2 separate regions of the Zea mays genome follow, and region 1 is linked to region 2. The links are chromatin contacts, called in public Hi-C maps. All regions are on one chromosome and are shown on one strand. Each heading gives the region's core, a stretch centred on a gene start, on an enhancer-like site or on the middle of the called end of the contact. The rest is flanking DNA. Distances are from core to core; before and after follow the strand shown.

Evidence for each region. Hi-C and Micro-C count contacts between places; a contact is called where the count stands out from the background.
Region 1: a contact with region 2 is called in a Hi-C map of ear, with 3 times the contacts expected there. The contact joins the enhancer-like site here to the promoter of LOC103625917 in region 2. A contact is called at or near these places in 2 of 25 Hi-C or Micro-C datasets (ear and tassel).

The regions. Positions count from the first base shown.
Region 1 is chr5:10,023,975-10,030,033 of Zm-B73-REFERENCE-NAM-5.0, reverse strand. No RefSeq gene overlaps it. Among protein-coding and RNA genes, the nearest start is that of LOC100381303, 24 kb to the right of the region's middle. Within about 2 kb of position 4,098, at least 20 of the 20 cell types and tissues checked have an H3K27ac peak or open chromatin away from gene starts, as enhancers often do. A contact at or near this core is called in ear and tassel, where this site is marked.
Region 2 is chr5:9,897,412-9,903,155 of Zm-B73-REFERENCE-NAM-5.0, reverse strand. It overlaps LOC103625917 (CSC1-like protein RXW8), which reads right to left and starts at 3,347. Exons shown (of 11, transcript XM_008646320.3): 1 at 3,053-3,347; 2 at 2,029-2,511; 3 at 1,574-1,720; 4 at 904-967; 5 at 588-797; 6 at 281-472; 7 at 1-203. The coding sequence starts at 2,312.

The sequences.
Region 1 (6,059 bases), core at 2,849-5,348, 130 kb before region 2:
GCTGCCCTTGTCCGAGGCTAGGCTCGGACGAGGCATGATCGAGTCGCTCGAATGGACTGATCCCTGACTTAATCGCACCCATCAGGCATTTGCAGTTTTATGCTGATGGGGTTACCAGCTGAGAATTAGGAGTCTTGAGGGTACCCCTAATTATGGTCTCCGACAAAAGATATACGGTATATTCTGATATAAATTAAAAGTTATGAATTTAGAAATATAGCTGAGGCATCCTAACGAACCAACCATTTGCACTTGTTCATACACGACATGATCAAAAAATCGATCAGACATTTGTCATCTATCTTTATTGTTTAACTCTTTGACGAAAAGAAAAGATGCAAAAAAAAAAAACTCTGCCCTTCCGTCTGTTGGATAAACAGAGAGGGAGAGCAGTGTCCTTTGGTGTAACCTTTCCAGTATATTCAACTGCGAAAATATATATAGACGCTTGTGTCAGGCCAACTGGATTTCTTACCAATCCGCTTGCCAGGAGCCTACAGAACCCAGGAACACAATTTGCAGGTCGTTTTTTTATTATTATTATCATTGCTAACACGATTTGGCGACTTGGTTGGTTCCACAGAGTTGCAGCAATTTGCCGCCGTGTGTTTGCCCGAGCTGACAGCTGAGGCCACATGAACACCTCATCACCAGGGGAATATCTAGGGAGTGTGATGTGATCTGGGGAATGCCAAGTTGGCAACGGAAGTGGGGGGAGCATGGCAACAGGGCGGCTGCAGGTGCAGGGGCCTGACCAAGTTGGCCCTCATGCTTGGGGACCCATGTGCCAAAAGTGACTAAGCAGCTCGCCGAAGCTAGCTAAATGGCCACACATTACTGACCAACCTGGAATCTACAATCGGTTTAGCAAGTTGATCTCCGCCGCACGTGTGTGTGACTGTAGTTGCCTCGCTGGTTACACTTACACACGGTGGCGTCAGAAGTGTCTTTGTTATTAATTCAACATCAGCAAAGTTTTCTCTCTCTCTCTCGAGTCTTGAGGCTAGATCGAATCATCCAAACGCTGGCGAATGGCGATTCAAGAATCAAGATGGCAGCACAGTCTCGGCATGCATCAGTATCGAACTCTGGTCCGCTGGATTTTCGAGATGTGATGGAACAATCATTCATCGCATGAGCACAATTCATTATGACACGTGAACACGTGTTCACGCGAAAGAAGTAAGCACGTACGTAGTATTTATGCTTACAGAAGTATGTATGTGCACGAGCACAATTCATTATGACACGTGGCAATATAATAACTACGGGGGGTGGGGGTGGGGGTGGGGTCTTTTAAGGTGACAACGGATTACGTGTTGAATGTTAGGGGTTTATTTTATTTGTAGAACACGTGTGCATGGTTAGCTGCGGGATGGCAATCAACATTTGCTTCAAAAGTTCATAGGATAAAAAAGGCACGCTTAATAAAAGCTGAAAAGCAGTGGGCACCACAAGCGTCAGGACACAACTGATAGTTTTCTGAAGATGATCTCTTGCTGGATCCCACGCACCTACACCTACACCTACACTACACACCCAGGCATGCCCAGCAGCAGCTAGCTCGAGAAGAATGACAGACAGGTCACCCTTGAGAAGCGGACAATTAATAGATCAATCAACGATCCATAGTACAAGTGGAACAAACACAAGAATCCATAAGAGGTGGTGGCGTTAGTGGTGTAGACATAACGTGGTGAAAAGACCGGGAAGGAAGTAGCATTTTTTGGTTGGCTGAAGGATATTGGTTCCGAAAGATAACGTGTACTGTAGAAGAAAATACATTATGAAGACAAAGCATTTGTGGAAGTGATGCCACGAGTAACATTGGCACTTTTCTTTCGTAAACAATTATGGCGCTTTTTTTCCATCAAAAATGATGCCACGACTAATAGGTAGGCCAAACTATATTATACAAAGTTCACCTACAGATCGATGCACCTAGGCGAAAGAGGTGAATCTGTTCAAAGGAATTGTCCCGCATTTGATTCCGGAGGGATTGTCTATCCTTCAGTATGCTGATGATACAGTGGTTTTCCTAGACCATAATCTGGGGCATGCTCGGAACGTCAAACTTCTTTTGACACTTTTTGAGCAAATGTCAGGACTAAAAATAAATTTTCATAAAAGTGAGTTATTCTGCTATGGGTTGGCGAAGGAATATGAAGTGCAATACTCTCACTTATTCGGGTGTGGAATTGGGACAATGCCTTTCAAATATCTCGGGATTCCTATGACTCATAGAAGATTGAGAAATAGTGACTGGCAAGGTGTGATTGACCGGTTTGAAAGGAGACTTAGTACTTGGAAGGCCAAATTTCTATCGTCAGGTGGTCGACTGGTCTTACTCAATTCTGTGTTGAGTAGTCTTCCTTTATTTATGTTGTCTTTTTTTGAGATTCCGGCAGGCGTCTTGAAGAAATTGGATGCGATCCGTTCCAGATTCTTCTGGCAGGGAGGAGGCAGTAAAAGAAAGTATAGACTTGCTAGATGGAATGTTGTTTGTCAACCCAAAGCGATAGGTGGTTTAGGTGTCTCTAATCTGGCTCTTAAAAACACCAGCTTACTCAGCAAATGGCTCTTCAAATTATTCAATGAGGATGGGATGTGGCAACAATTACTTAAAAATAAATACCTAAGCGTTAAATCCCTTACTCAAATATCTAGAAGACCGGGTGATTCTCATTTCTGGTCAGGTTTAATGAATACTAAGGATCAATTTCTCAGATGGGGGCGCTTCGAAGCGAGGAATGGTCAAACTATCAGATTTTGGAAGGATAAATGGCTAACCAGTCGGCCTCTTTGTGAGCAATTTCCGAATCTATTTAATATAGTGCGGAATAAATCAGCATTAGTGGTAGACGTTTTTTCAGCTACGAATCTTAATTTATCTTTTCGCCGAATAATTAGGGGGATTAAATTGATGGAATGGCACAACATGTTAAACTTGCTATCTAATGTTACTTTGAATCTGTCTAGCGACAAATTTGTTTGGGATGGTCATAAGAATGGAATTTTTTCAGTCCAATCTATGTACCATTGTTTGATGAATAATCCCAACGACGAACGGAATAAAAAGCTCTGGAAACTTAAGCTCCCCTTGAAAATAAAAGTTTTTTTGTGGAATTTATGTCGGGGAGCGATCCTTACTAAAGATAACCTAGCCAAAAGACGCTGGAAAGGCAGCTTGACTTGTAGCTTTTGCAACCAAAATGAGATTATTCATCATCTCTTTTTTGACTGCTATATGGCCAGCAACATATGGAGATTAATTTACTATGCCTTAAAGATAGACAGGCCCGTTAGCATTAATCACATTATTGGGTCTTGGGGAAGCAATATGAGTCCAGGATACAAAAAATTATTACTCTCTGGAATCTCAGCTTTATTTTGGTCTATTTGGCTTAGTCGAAATGAAGTTGCTTTTAATCATAAACCAATACCATCAATTCTGCAGGTCATTTTCAGAGGTACTTACTGGTTCAGATTCTGGAGACTTCTACAGAAGGAGGAATCACATCAACAAATCCTCGATGTCTGTCAAGCGTTGGAAGTGGTGTCGATGGAAGTCTTTGCAAATCATGGATGGCGCTCAAATGCAAGAATTGAGGATGGCTAGAGTTACCTACATTCTCGTGATTTTGCTTCTTTAAGTTAGTTTCATTTTCTATGCAATGTTTCTCGGATGTAATAATTGTCTTGTGTTGGCTGTACGCATTACCATGCTAAAGCCGGAACTCATGTTTCCATTATCAAAAAAAAGAATTTTATATTTTTTAAGACAAAATAAAGTAATCTCCTTATAAAAATAAAAATAGAAATTATTCGGAAAAAATAGAGTTCTCGAACTAGTCATAAGAAACAGAAAGAGGGTAAATTAGGTGATGACTACTCTTAGAGAGCTACCGAATAATATGAGCAAGCAATGCTTCCTCAGGTGGTCCAAGAAGATTGTAAAATAAAATGCAGTGAATGAAACGTGTAGTCAGATTACCAGGACTCACGCGTTTGAAATTTTGCATGCAGCAGACACATACTGAGTGTTGCAAGAAAATGGGCCTTCGCCATACGAGGAAGGAAAGAAGTAGCCCATTCGTCTGTAACCGGTAAGCCCAGCACAGCCTACTCAGCATGCAATGGTATTTCTTGTCACCACAGGTATGAGATCCACAAGACATGAAGACATATCCCGGAATGTATTCCAACCCGGAGCCCGCAGTCGCCCAGCCCAATTTAAGCCATTGAAAGCCCAATTTATGGCCGATGCAGTTCATTCTTGTGGCTCCCAGGTGGCCAAATCGGGGCGTCCAAAATCTGCACCCGCCGCCTAATCTTGGCCGGGCTGCGCAGGTCTGCCGCCCACATAAATTACACCTGCAGGCACTTTGGCAGCTGATAACACAGTTCTACATCAGGCTTGGTTCATCTGTCCTCGAGTTGCACTTGTGAGTTTCAGAATTTTCAGATGAACTCCCGAAAATTGAGCACAGCAGCCTCATTGAACTTCCTTTCTTTCTTTCTGGCTTACTTCTATGTGGATCAACTCACATCTTAAAAAAAAAATTCAATGAACCATGACCAGCAACTGAACCTGTAACCCGGTATGAACATTTCAAAATGTAGAGCTAATATGGATAGATAACAAGAACAGCTCCGCATCAAAAATTAGGGAATCAGAAACACAACAAATAAAGTCAAAACATTGTTGTGTCAAGTATTTCTTACATGATCCCAGCCTCCCAGGAATAGGTCTACAAAACACTTGAGTACACTAAAATCACCGCCCAGCTGCTGACAAGAAGTAAAACACTCAGTTAAACGTCCCAGGAGCAACACATTCTCCAGTCTTTAGTTGCTTAGGAAGCTACATGGCTTGCTTAGGTGCCAACGCGGGCGGCAGTAGGGGCGATAGGGAGCTACTGTCGCCTGGCACCGAACGAGAGGAGAGCGAGAGCGCGTCCCCCGGCGACGCCGCTCACGCTGGCGAGAGCGGGCGACCGGCGCTGGAGCGCGCCCGGGCGAGAGGAGAACGACAGCAACGCGAGAGGCGGGCCACGCGCGGGCGAGGGCGAGAGTGACGGACGAGAGCGCGACGTGGCGACTTTTGATTGGTCCACGTGTGCTAGCCTACGTAACTCGCCGTTTTTTACCGTTTGAAGTTAAAAAAATCAAAAAAAATGCAAAAGAATAACAAATTTCATCTCCAATTTCTCTTTGATCATCACAAATTTCTCATGAAGATGAGGTTGAGATCGAGCACTTCGATTATATCGTGTAATTTTATTTTATTTATCATGCACTTTTTAAGTTTTAATTCGATAAAGAATATTATGTTGTGTGATTTTTTATCATTGAAATAAATCCAATAAATCCACGTAAATTACTTAATTCTGAAATAGAAAATCTGATGTGCCTATATGCTAAGGTTATATCTATACACTAGAGCAGTAGGGACGAGAGTGAGGTTAAGAGCTTATATGGCAGGGGCGAGAGGGAGGCTGTGCACTGGAACCACCGTACTATTACGTCCACATGACATCCAATGTACGTGATAGGGAATTTTACATTGTGACCTTAGTTTTGCAACAACGCTCATTCTACCCTTAGTTTCTAGTCGTGCTCAGATATAGTCATAGAAATTAAAATAAAAATTGTCCTTATTTTCGCCACTCTGTGAGCCTTCTGTTGTTCTGTTCATTTGTCCGTCATTATCGATAGGTGGGGCCCGTCGAACACCGTAGGCCCACTGCTTTGTCTCGATTTTGTTCCTAACCAATAGTTGGGACCTATCAGACGTCGTCGGGTCCACTGCTCAGTCTCGATTATTGTTTTTATCTACCTTCTCCATGCCGCGCGCCGCACCGATGAGTCTGATTTCCCCAGCCCACTCCACGTCATCGCCAACACACCGCTAGTCTCAGGTCGCCGCGTGCACTGGAAGTCGCATGAGCCACGCCCGGACGCTCGGTCTCCTCTTCCCCTCCTTACAGACTCGTGCCCCCACGTCTCCCTCCTCTACTAGTCTTACATGCTGCCCTTCGTCGTCGGTGAGGTGCGGC
Region 2 (5,744 bases), core at 2,098-4,597:
ATGAAAACGATACTAGCTGCGAGTGTCGCTAGCTTCCGGAGCCAGATCTGTCTGTAGGGGATCCAGAGGTTTGACCAATACACATCGCGTGGCTCAGGAGCCAGATCTGTCACCCATAGCATAGGGTTTGATGACTGGAATACCCGTGAGGCGACGACGGCTGCGTAGCGAGTCTTGAAGAACACTAAGGCACCGGGACAGTTCTGTTCGATCAGCAGCAAAACAAGGTTCATGCTGATGCACATAAATCATTATATGCAATTACAAGGTACAAGAAAACCTTTTGAGCTTCCACTACTTCCGGATTAGTGAGGTCTGACTTCTTGGCCTCGATGAACTTGTTGCGGTAAAGCTGAAATGAGGAAGCTCTTACACCACAGACACCACACCTGGACATGCTAGATCTCCCATTCCGCTCAGATACGGAGAGTCTTACCCTTACAAATCTCCTGTAAGCCCTCTCTGCTCTATCCTACAGAGAGAAACTAGCCTTCCTGAACAAATAGTCCCAACATAGGCTGCGCTGCTTAATTGCTTATGCAAGGAATATATAATAAGCCCAGTCAGTGAAATGAATTCTTACGTACCACAAACTTCTGAAAATGTCCCTTGCGAAAGATCATTTGATGCGACAGATAACTTGATCCGTGATAGTTAACAAAGAAATTTCTGATTGTGTCATCAAGCAGCTCATTGTCAAACCTCGGAATCGAACGGACAAGCACGGTAAAAAGCCCAGGATTTGGAGGATATCCAGTAACATGTGCTAGTCTCTTCCTCGAAATATACTTGTATTCCTGTAACGACGTGATGACTTTCTTAAAATCAACTGCACTGACGTTTATAACACAGGAACTCTAAGGTAAAAACCATTAGTACAGGAGCAACGCGTACGGATCATACGTGGAAAAGAAGAATGCAGGCTGAGATTGTTATGACATATAAAGCAGAGCAGTGCACCCAAAGCCTGCACAAAGAAAAAGCCGACAAAGAACCACAAGTCTCTTCAAAAATAGTTGGAGGGCGTAATTGCATGAAACGTATAATATATCACAACAATAAACGACAGGGATGTCATTAGCTTGCTATGACGAAAGTATTAAAGAATGATATGTATGATAATTCCAACTTGCAATTCAGTTACTCGTCCAATTTGGGAGATGTGTTAGGTTTTACTTCAGCCATACAACATATAATGATTCCTAGTAGCTTTAATAAAAGGAAAGTAAGGAAAGTTTTACATGAGAAAGGAAAGTAAGGAACCTCATAATACAACATACTGCTGAATAGTTAATATTGTTTGGCCTAGAGAAGGAAAAACAAAATAACTGGGCCAAATATTATTCATTCTTCACCCAAGACCAAGGACCATGATTGATTTTTTTTTTCTCTTCTTCCAAAGATTTGCCAATGGTCACTTGTCAAGTCTTTTACCCTTTGTATTTGATGCAGTGACATAATCTTTCATATAATTAAATAATCTTACAATGTTACCATCTTTAAAAAATTATAACAACAGGGTACAGGCCAAAAGTGGGTTATCAGGTAAATGGAATGAAGATGCAGATCTTACTTTCGAGATTCTTCGACGATATTGGCTATAGTAAAAACATTCAGTGACTCTTCCGGAATATGATTGTGATTCATCTCTTTCCCATGATAATTAACAGGAAGCACAACAAATACACAAACAAGAGAAGTAATTGAGAAGATACGGATGCTGCAGAACAAGGACATACTCTTGTAAGTTTCCGATAGAAACAATTATCAAGATGATAAAAGATATCCATGTGCATTCAACATACAGGGAAGACAAAAAAAGTTGAAAGTATGCAGAAATCGTTGATCAATTAGTACCATAAATTTGTGATATTAAAATTATGTAAATGCTTTCTGTACAGCAAATTTGAGTATGCCTCAAGTACAACCATGGATTTAAATCATTCAATGCATTTATGAGTTACCATTCAAGTGATTCGAACCATTAGAGTTGCAAGCACTCAATACACTAATATCGATGAGAAAAACCTGAAAATGAAGAGGCGAAGGAACACAACAGAGTCCAAGCCAGCAACTTGTCGAATCTCTTCTTCGGTGCACCAGTACGCCTTTACAATCCAACCAGCAGTAGGCAGTAGCCTCTCAAACGAGAAGTAATCGTCCTGCCTCTGGAACCTCTCTTCAGCAAGCCGCCTCCCAAAGTAGACGCTGAAGTTGTGAGGCTGCTTCCTGAGGATCGAATAGAGGGACAAGAAGAGCACGCAGACAGCGATGTTTATCCCCGCTGAAGTCAGAAGAGCAGAGAATTCCATCCCCCACCTCTACCAGTTTGGGATCCTGACAATCCACCCATGAAAGAACTGCGAATTCACAATAGAAGATCCAGGCATGTCTTTAAACAGTCAGCCATTCGCTTGCACTGATATGGTAGCAGAATCTTGTTGCCTTTGACTCTGATGATCCCTGATTTCTCCAGCCAAATAAGTCTGATGCTGCAGTCTGTGCTGATACCTGACTACGTAACAAAACCAACAACCAATTATATATAATCACGCAATCCAAGTGTGATGCTGAGTTGCTGACGATCAGACAAGGCAGCTTATGATATATAGATAGGCTGCATGTAGCGATGACACCCCTCTCCCACTCTCCCAGGTCCCTTCGGTTACCAATAAACACATAAAATTGCAAACTTGAAGCCAAATTTTGTTTTCCTTTTTTTTTCTTTCTTGATGAAAAAAGGGTACAGATGCCCAATTCTTAGCAAATGTAACACCTCAAATGCAGATGAAAAGAATGTTGATTAATTCCCTCGTCTCCGATTTGGTTTGATATCTGACAACAGCTAAAATGCACAGGAAATCATAATGGAAAACGGATCATAAATTCAGACCGGCGGACAACAAACGCACCACCTCCGCGTCAAAACCCAGCCGGTTCTGCACGTCCCTAAACAATCCCGGCGAAGCCGAGAACACGTACGCGCGCACGAGATGGGACCGGCATTGACGGACGGAGGTCGTCAGAGAACAATGTGGGATTGGATTAATACCTTGGTATCGTGGACGATCGTACGACGCAGGGGTGCGCGACGGCAGGACACGGCCTTATGGACAGTCGCCGGCGCGGGCGCGGTGCTTGGTTGAGGTTCACGCCGGCGGCGGTGGAGAGGCGCGAGCGCGGGCGGGCGTAGGCGCGGCTTCCTTGCCGAAACAACCGTTCGCCCCAAATGCCCAATCGGCCGCGTCGGGGGCATGCATGCGGCCGCGTAGGCGTTTGCGATGCTACGATTTTTTCTGTCCTCTTTCTTTTTATTTTCTTCCTTTTTGAGATGAGAGGATGGCATGGCGTGGGGCTCTATAGGGTTCGACTGGTCGGCATGAAGCATCTCTCCGACCACATCCATAAAAGTCAAGGAGAAACATTGCTTGGTAAAACCCTTTTAAAATATAAAAAACTTTAGTTTTCAAACTGACTACCTCTATATCTACAACTTTAATAATAATAATAATAATAATAATAATAATAATAATAATAATAATAATAATACCCAAGTCTATCTAGCAGCAACAATAAAACAGAAATATGTGCCCTCTCACGGACAACCATGCGTCATCGCTCGAAATATGGGCCGACTTTTATGACCAGCACCAACACTAGCACGGTCCAAAAAAAAGCTCAAAACAAAGATTAGCACGAAATGAATATACTAAACTAGCACAACTCAAAGGCAGTCGTGTGTTGGACCTCAAATTCTGGTCTATCGGACCTCCGACACAGTCCCAAATGGGCCGGACTTGGACCGTGTCGACCCGATAATGCCCGGTGTTTAGTTCTTTAATTTAGAAAGCTATATATGGTTATAATATTTATATTTTATATGGTTTAAATATATAGGTCAGGTTTGACCGATACGACCAAATAAAAGGTCTGACATGACCCGATAAGCTAGGTTGGACCGCTAATTTTACTTTTTATATTGTCACAACACGATTCATATTTTTTTTGGGCTTTCTCAGCCCAAACCTATTTGGGTTGAAACACGGTGGGCCGACCTGGCCTAGTCTGCGCATGATTTGTGTGCCCCAAGGCTCCGAGCTCCCTCTCCAACTCCCCTAGTCCCCTGTAGCCCCTTCCTCCACCGGTCCGCCCAACCCCTTCCCGCACACAAACCCAGCATGATTGACACAACAATGACCATCGATCTCCAAAGCCACTACACCTATCCCATCGATAGACGACAGCCTTCAATCTACTTGCTCCTTGCCACGTGTTGGAGACCAAAAGTGCCTCACGGATAGTTCGGTCCTGAACCGGACGGTCCATGCATACGCAGAGTCAGTTAGAGTTTCTAGTTTCTCGCGGGATTTGTTACCTAAAACCGTGGGATTGATTTGGAAATTAGTTCAAAGCGGATCCAGACATCCTCTTTATATAGATGAAGGGCTACGGCCGATTGAACCTCACAACAATCGATCAAATAAAATCTATTTCTCGTTTTTACCTTACGCATTAGGAGTAGTTCTAGTTTAGCCCTAGTTTAGTATTCCAATCCCTAGATTCTTTGTTTCTCTTCAACTCTACGTCGATTATAGTAGTCTAGGTCGGCCTGCCGAGCCTAGACAACCCATAGGATCTCTCCTCCCCGACGAGGTCCCTCCCGGGAGCGAGATCCAGGCACCGCTAGTGACCTTCGCCACCCCAGCGCACGCGTGGACTAGAGATGGCAATGGGGACCCGATCCCCGATTCCCCGCGGGGAATTCCTCCATTAGGGGATGGGGATGGGGAAGAAACTTCCCCCGCGGGGATATAAACGGGGAAATTTTATCCCCCAACGGGTAAACGGGGATGCGGACGGGGAAGCATTCCCCATCCCCGTTCCCCGCGGGGACCCGTTAAACTTGCACGTGACTATGTTTTTTGTACTAGTTAACGACAAAAATAAATAATTACCTTATCAAGAGACGACTAATTGTACAAATGTGTTTATTTTGATGTGTGCATAATGATTTCTTATATCTGACAATGTGTATAAGCGACAATATTTAACATTAATAGCAAAGTATGTATGTCTTAATTGTAATTTAAACGGGGATGGGGATCCCCGTTGGGGATTTATCCCCGCGGGGAACGGGGATGGGGAAGAAATGCTCCCCGCAAGCGTTCGTGGGGATCCCCGCGGGGAAGTTTTTTCGTCGCGGGGACGGGGATGGGGAGCTATTCCCCGGTGGGGAATTCCCCGTTGCCATCCCTAGCGTGGACCGTCCAGCCTGTAGGCGCGGACCGTCCGGCCGCCAGGCAGGAAACGCCAGCCCCTGTACTAGGTCGCGAACTGTCCGGCCCCTGGCCGCGGACCGTCCACGCCTCTACAGAGGGCACCGCCACTGGTTCTCACGCAGTGTTTGGCGCCTGAAAAGGTGTCAACACCACGATAATGGAGAGGCGACATCAACGGATCGTGCAACGCTTGTCTTACAACCTAGGTGTTTTCCATACTCTGTATTAAGGGGTTGTTTGGTTCGTGGCTAAATGTGCCACACTTTGTTTAAGGTTAGTCATTCGAATTGAAGAACTAACTTTAGATAGAAAAGTTAGATAAAGTGTGGTAAATTAGCCATCAAACCAAACAGACCCTAATTGTTTATCTTCATTCCTCCTTCAGTGCCCTTGTCTGCATGTTCCATATAAGATAGATAGAATCAGTGTCCATAACTCCATTCTCATAATAATGCCTTGCAGTTC